2 separate regions of the Rattus norvegicus genome follow, and region 2 is linked to region 1. Evidence: chromatin contacts called from public HiChIP or PLAC-seq data. All regions are on one chromosome and are shown on one strand. The core of a region is the stretch at or near the end of the contact, and the rest is flanking DNA. Distances in the headings are between cores, read along the strand shown. Region 1 has its middle 36 kb from the start of Mirlet7c2. Region 2 has its middle 5.0 kb from the start of Mirlet7b.

Region 1 (3,534 bases), core at 546-3,045:
AAAACAGGCACCATATATTTGTATTCAGAATCCCCCGTTTGGTCGTTCCTGAGCTTGCTCGTTATTTTGGAAAAACCAGGTTCTGCATTCAGAAGGGCCTGGTGTTCAGAATACCAGGACCTCTGCAGTTAGGCTCAGCCCTAGAGTTTCTGTTCTTCTGGGGCCTCAAAACTCACTAGACCACAAGCCATCTTTAGTGTTTTCTGACCTCATGGTTGAGGTTACCCCCCATCCCCTACTGTGGCTTCCCAGGGGTCTGTGTGGCATTAGGAGACTGCCTAGCACAGCGTCACCTTTTGCCACACTTTCCTGGTCGAGGCTGGGGATTCAGACAGTAAGGAGAATTGTAAAGGACCACACAGTGCCAGGAAAGATCAGTTTCACCAGCCCTGTGGTAGGGACTCGGTAGAGCCACTCCGGTATAACACTGTAGGGCTCCTGCCCTTCTGGCCCTGAGACTCTAGCCCTGGGAGCTGGGGCCACAATACACTCTTCCCCAGAAAGAATGAAGCTCACTAGTTGTGACTGTCCTCGGTCACGGGCAGTTGTAGAAAATGAAAGTTGATCAGGACAGGATGTGTCCTGGATTTTTTTTTCTCCCTTCTCCTAAACTGTATGTTATGAGGTTGTCTGCACTGATGTAGTGTGGCTGTAGGACAGGCCAGGGTCATGGTGATCTCCAGAACTTATAGAACAGGTCACTGGGAGCAGTTAAAGGCCCCGGCAGAGCCAGCAAGCCCAGGCTACCTTTACCCAGTGTGTTCAGGTCCTCCCTCGTGGCAGTCCGATACAACGAGGAATGAACTTTCCTGGGAAGCGGGACACACGAGGAACTTTTGAATTTACCAATGGCATAAAAAATTATATTTTTTATTACAACGGGCAAGTTTCAATTGGTTGACAGAAATGGCGAGATATGACGTCAAAGGACACTGGTTAGAATGCCAAGGCCAGTGGGGAGGTGGAGGGGGGAGACAGGCACAGAGATTGTGGGATGGGCCCTGGAGGCCTTGTTCTCCCTGGCCCTGGTCGTCAACGGGCTATCATACACCTCCAGAACCAGCCAGGTCCAAGTGGCTGTGATCCAGGGCATGTCTGGACAGGAGGAGGGAATCCAAGTCTAGGGACCCTGTGTTCACATGTGTCTCTGAGAGCCTGAGGCCCAGGCTGGCCTCTGTTTGGAAAACGCTTGTGCACGCCAGTGAAGCGATCTGGAAGACGCTGCGGCCTCCTTGGCATTCTAACCAGTAACCAGGTCCTGGAGCCCAGCCGTCCCATTCCCCCTTTTAGGGGCCCGGGGTGGCCTGGAGCCAGCAGTGTTGCTGTAGGGCTGAGAGCAAAGCCATGGCCTTGAACTACCCCCGCAGCTCCTGTGCCCCAGTCCTAATAGCAGGAAGTTGTTTCCAGCGGGAAAGGAGCGAGCCTGGAGGTGGGCACCAGCTCTGGGCAACATGCCTCTGCGAATCCCATGCCTCCCCAGGCACCTTGCACGGCCCCTTTGCATGCTCAGTTCTGTGCATTACTTCCCATACCCATTAGCTAGGTTGTGTGCCCTCCCTGCCGCACCCCGCTGGGCACCGCGCCCCTTGCTCCGTTGGACTGGCTGGGTCGCCCATGCGCGCGCCCCTTCCTGCGGGAAGCCACTGCCACTATCCGGCCCACCATGCTGTCTCAGTACCCTATCTAGAGCTCGGCGACCCTGGCGGCTGTCCTCAGCGCGCACTGGGCTGCGGGCGGGCAGAGAGGATCGCTGTCGACCGATGGTCCCAATCGGCCCCGAGCGTGCACGCGCGTCTTGGTACTGCCCGCAATCATGGCAGCCAGAGCTTTGGAGCGCAGCCGCGGAGCGCGCCCAGGCAGCCGCCTCCGTGCCAAGGCGGCGCGGGCAGGGGACGCGCTCCTGCTCAGCCCTCCCCGCTGCTTTGGCCCCGGGGCTCTACCGGTGGGTCTCCGCCGTGCGGTGCCCAGTGGGGTGGGCGCGCGAAGGCGACGGGCGGGGCCGCGGGACGGGCGCGCGCAAGCGGGGAGCGCCTCGGGCGGCGTGCCCGCGGGGACGCGCACGCGGAGCTGCGGGGCCAGGCGCGGGGCCGGGGCGGCGAATCCGCAGCTCCCGCCGCCCGCCCAGCCCGAGCGCGCCCGTCTGGGTGGGGGCCGTCCGGGAGGGGCGGCGCCCGGACGCACCGGCCCGCAGCGGGCACAGCGGCCTCGTTGGTATTCCGGGCGCGTTCGCAGCCCTGACCTCCCAGCGAAGCAGGGGTGCCCCGGTGCTCGGGCACGGCCGCCGCCGCCCCCGGCGGTCTCTCCAGGACGCAGGGCGCGCGGGCGCCTCGCTTCCCTCGTCCCCTCCTCCCCGGTCCCCCGTGCCCCCTCCCCCGCCCCGATCCGGCGGCGAAGGGGTGGGCAGGGAAACGCGCTCTCTGGGACAGGTGCCAACTCCGAGACAAAAGACATAAAATAGGCGGCAACGGGGGAAGCGCGGCCAGCGCGCTCGGGCGGGGACCGCGGCGCCGCGGGGGCCGCATCCTCGGTGCGGGCCGGGGAAAGTTTGGGAAGTCGGTGCGACCGCTCTGCGGCTGCGGGGGACGCGCGGCCCAGGCCGCCCTCCGAGCCGCGCTCGTCCTCTCCGCGCCGCTGCTGAATAATTCATGGCGCGCCCGCCGGCCATTAGCATGCACCGGGCGCGCGGCGCGTCTGTGCCAAGCCGCCACTGCATTCGGAACCCGGGCAGCGCCAGACGAGTGGCCCGCTCTGTCCCGGTGCCCTCTGGTCGCCCCCGGTGGCTCTCACTGTGGTCCCGCCCGCGCGCTGGGCCGCTGGGTCCCGAGCCCGCCCGACGGCCAGGCTCTGAGCGTCCGGGCCCGCTGCGCCCGCCTGGCCGCTCCGGGATGCACGTGAACTTGGAGAAAGTCACGGAGCACGCTGGCCCGGTCCTCCGCGGCAGGGCGTGGGCGCACGCGGGCCCGCACGCTCTCGTTAGCGTCCGGGACAAAGGTCTCCAGTGGCGCCAGCCGTGGACGCGTGACTCGATCCTTCGCGCCACTCTTTTGCGTGTTGGGTCGTTGGATGTAAGACTGCAGAAACCCGGAGAGCCGTGGGTCCGGGGTTTGGGGCCTCGCCGTGCGCTGGCCAGAGGCCATTCCACCCTTCGAAGAGTTGCGGGAGCGGCTCCGCACTGCCCTTGGCTGTTCCTGTGCGCCCAGGAGCCGAACGCAAGTCACCCCGGACTCCAGCCAGCGGCTGCGGGCATGCCAGCACAGCGCTAGCGGCGGCCAAGAGGTGGTCTGGCAGGGCGGTGGACCTGTGCGCTGCGGGCATGATCAAGGTTGGAGAGGTAAGAGCTTTTTCACTTTAGCTACTTGGCATTTAAATATTTAATGGACAGATTTCTAAGAGGGGTCTGTCCTCCTCAGGGGCTGCCTTTGAGAGTCGGGGACACATCCTCGGTAGGTTGCTCTTGAACCCGAAGCCAGCCAGCTTGCAAAGAACGTCACACTGTCCTCTATCCAGAACTTGGGATTTGTGAAGCACAGCTTC
Region 2 (3,534 bases), core at 282-2,781, 42 kb after region 1:
CTCTGTTCTTTGTACGACACAGCTGCCTGGGAGTCCTTCTGAATCCCAGGAAAGAGCAGTGAGCCCAGGTCACAGCTTGTTAGCACCTGATCAAGAGCTACTGACAGGAAAGGAACCACCCTAAGACTGGGCCAATGTGCCTGCATCTTTGGAGGCCTGATGGTGAGGATGGCTTAGGTGAGGGAGGTGGCTGAGGGGAGGCCACAGCTTGGGAGGCAGCTGAGGACTTTGCATTGGTGTGCCCACAACCTTCTGGCAGATGCACCTGTCCTGTGGCATTCAGTAGGCATATGTCTCTGGTGTTGCCTGCTGAGACGGACTGTGGCACTGGAGAAACCCCTGGGCCCACTGGGTGAATGCACCCCACCCTGAGTCTAGTCCTCTGGAACAGGACAAAGTGGAAACACCTAAAACCACACTAGTTAGACCCGGGACAACCGGAGAGCTGAGATAGGCCAGGGAACAAAGTGCCATTGGGTCTCTGACTTACTCACAGGCCCAAACCTCAGCACAAGCATGGAGGGACTGCGGGTCACCCCGTGCACCAGATGTCCAAGTTCGTTATGCACATCCTTGACGGCTTCAGCCTCTTCCTGCCCAGCCAGGACCCAGCCTGGAGCCCTCACTTTCTGTGAGCCTAAGTAGAAAGCCAGGTTGCTCTATTCTGTAAGGGTGGCTCCCTGCAGGGTGGGAGCAGGGGCACAGGCTATTGGTGTAAACACAGGATGTTGGGGACACACCTTCAGTAGGGCTGTTTCCCACCGTCACTACAAGCTCCAGAGGTGACCTTCCTGAGCTGGTTTCATGGTCTTGGAGACTGAGGAGACTGAGGAGATTGAGGAACAGAGAGGTGGAACAACCTTCTCAAAGCTACTCACCGGACAAGGTAGAGTGGGTATTCTATCCACCCATATCTGTGGTTATCTTGCCTTCCCAGCCAGTGGAGACAGTGAAGGGGGCAGGCATGGGGGAGAGACTAAGGAATCTGTTCAGTCCCAGTTGCCCTCCTTGACAAGAGGAAAGTGGCGAGTGCTCACCAATCTGGCTTCCCAGACTGCTCTGGGTTTGAACTGAGATGAGGAAGTGGCCTGCCTTTGAGTTTCTGACACCCCGGCTCTCTGATCCTAGGCATCGGACAGGCCTCCAGCTAAGACCACACCGCTGCTACATCATAACCTGTCAGCATGAGGGGGAGACACTGCCCTCTTGCAGTCTCTGGAAACCAAAGTGGAATGTATCCTGCCTTCCACTCATCCCTTCTCTTCTCTCTTCCCTCCTTCCTTTTTTTCTTCTTTTCTTTTCTTTTTCTTTTTTTTTTTTCAGGGCTGGGGACCGAACCCAGGGCCTTGCGCTTACTAGGCAAGTGCTCTACCGCTGAGCTAAATCCCCAACCCCTCTTCCCTCCTTCCTTGTCCGGGCCTCACTCACCAAGTCTATCCTGGGCATCCTCCCTCTTGGCTCTGTCTTCTGTTCATTGCCTGGGTCAGCTTGGCGTGAGTCCAGGGTCACAGCAAGAGCTGAGCCTTCTATGGAAACACTGTTTTCTTCTCTGTTAGACCCAAATGGCTGGCCCGCTGCTGAGCTGAGCTGAGTAGGACCATGGATATGATGGTGTTAAAGGTTGGGAAGGGGGGGACCGGGGAATGACTAGGCCCTGAAGCATGGGAAGCAGAGGCTTCAGGAAGAGGACAGCAATTAGGACTGGCTGGAGGCCAGGCTGGTGTGGAGGAGGTGCCAGTGAATGAGGAGGAACCTTTATGAAGTCAGGTGGAGTTGACAGGGGCCCTGTCCTGTGGACTGGAAGTGCTCTGGGCATATGGGTTGCTGAGCATGGGGTAAGGGTTGACCAAAAACCAATGCTGGGACTTAAGCAATCCTGAGAGAGCCCAGTAGCCCTGAAGGCCCAGCCAGTGTCCACTGCCCTGGCAGGTGAGAGTTCGTGCTCTACAGTTTGTCCTCTAGGATGGCTGAGGTGAGCTGCTGGGTGAGCCCTGACACAGGAGGCCCACCAACATCCCCTCAGGGCCCCAGGCATTTGTACCCCACGGCCCCTCCCCCAACATCCACAATAGGGTGTGCCAAGTGTGGTGACATCAAAACCCCACCCAGGGCAGGCCTCTCCCCTTCCCCCTGCTTGTTTCTGCTAAGAAAATGAGGCTTGTTCTCCCCTTTGCTTAGCCATCCCTGCTCAGCAGCTGAGCCAATGAGAGACAAGGAAGTTCCGCTCAGCAGGAGGTTTCCCCTGTTGGTGATCCCCACAAATAGCCTAGTTCCTCAGACTAACAGTCCCTGAGCTCACTCTCCAAATGGTACTGGCAAAGTCCTCCAGCCTAGGAACCCATATGGCCCCATGGTGGAACAAGGGTCACTGCTCTTGGGACACATTGGGGGGAGCGTGGGGGTATCAAAACAGAGGGCCTAGAAAGGGAGTGAGGAAGGAGGGTTCTCCTCTGAGAAGCCCTTTGGGAGGTGGGCTACCAGGCCTGCTGCCTAGTGAGGCCAGGGGTGAGATTAGTGAAGATTAGTGAAGCAGTCTGTAGACATCCTGCTTGCTGCTCAGAAGCTGGGGCGGGCTGCCGGGTGGTGGGGCGTTCTAAGGCATGGGCATCATCCATGCCATGTTCTGTGTTGGTTCCCACAGGACTTGTAGGTTTCTTCTAGCCCTGACCCTTTGAGGCTGCTAGGGTCTTAAGTGGACACGTAGCTCAGGCTATTGTCCAGCCACACTCAGCTACTACAACACCTCCTCCTTCTCCCGTGCCTACTCCATTTTGTCCTCTGTCCCTAGTATGTGGTCCTGCTCTCAGTAGTCTTTCACACCTGTCCCACCACTTGACTTTCAGTGTGTGTAATTAAATGAAGAAGTGCCTCTTTGTTTTTTGTCACCTTGATAATACAACAGGTCATCTTGGAAGAGAGAGCCTCAGTTGAGAAAATGCCTGTGAGCAAGTTCGTGGGGGCATTTCCTTGATTACTGATTGATGGGAGAAGGTCCAGTCCACTGGGGGCGGTGCTATTTCCTGGGCAGGAAGAGTGGGCCTGGATTCTGTAAGAAAGCAGGCAGGACAAGCCATGGAGAGCAAGCCAGTGTACAGCATTCCTCCGTGGTCTCTGCTTCAGTTCCTGCTTCCAGATTCCTGCCTTGAGCTCTTGCCCTGGTTCCTCCTGATAATGGACTCCAACCTGTAAGATAAAAATGAGCTTTATCCTGTTATCCAGTTACGTCATGGGTCAAGTGAGCTCAGGGCCATCGGAGACTGCAGAAACAGCTGTGAACCCGGAACAGGACAAGGCGGCAGCTGCTGGCTCTTTTTTTTTTTTTTTTAAATAATTTTATGTATAGGGGTACACTGTAACTGTCTTCAGACACACCAGAAGGGGGAATCAGATCCCCCTTCAGATCAGATCAGATGGTTGTGAGCCACCATGTGGTTGCTGGGAATTGAACTCAGGACCTCTGGAAGAGCAGTCAGTGCTCTTAACCACTGAGCCATCTCTCCATGCCCCAGCTGCTGGCCTTGTAAGGGCTTATGA

The links. HiChIP or PLAC-seq counts read pairs in DNA pulled down with a chosen protein or histone mark.
Region 2: an H3K27ac HiChIP or PLAC-seq map of oligodendrocytes shows a contact between it and region 1, with 4 times the contacts expected there. The contact joins two enhancer-like sites. A contact is called at or near these places in 7 of 12 Hi-C or Micro-C datasets (Schwann cells, frontal cortex, kidney and 3 more) and 1 of 1 datasets of contacts at active chromatin or transcription factors (oligodendrocytes).

Annotation. Positions count from the first base shown.
Region 1 is chr7:118,645,371-118,648,904 of GRCr8, forward strand. No RefSeq gene overlaps it. Among named protein-coding and RNA genes, the nearest start is that of Mirlet7c2, 36 kb to the right of the region's middle. Within about 2 kb of position 1,796, at least 75 of the 93 cell types and tissues checked have an H3K27ac peak or open chromatin away from gene starts, as enhancers often do. A contact at or near this core is called in Schwann cells, where this site is marked.
Region 2 is chr7:118,687,255-118,690,788 of GRCr8, forward strand. No RefSeq gene overlaps it. Among named protein-coding and RNA genes, the nearest start is that of Mirlet7b, 5.0 kb to the left of the region's middle. Within about 2 kb of position 1,532, at least 7 of the 93 cell types and tissues checked have an H3K27ac peak or open chromatin away from gene starts, as enhancers often do. A contact at or near this core is called in Schwann cells, where this site is marked.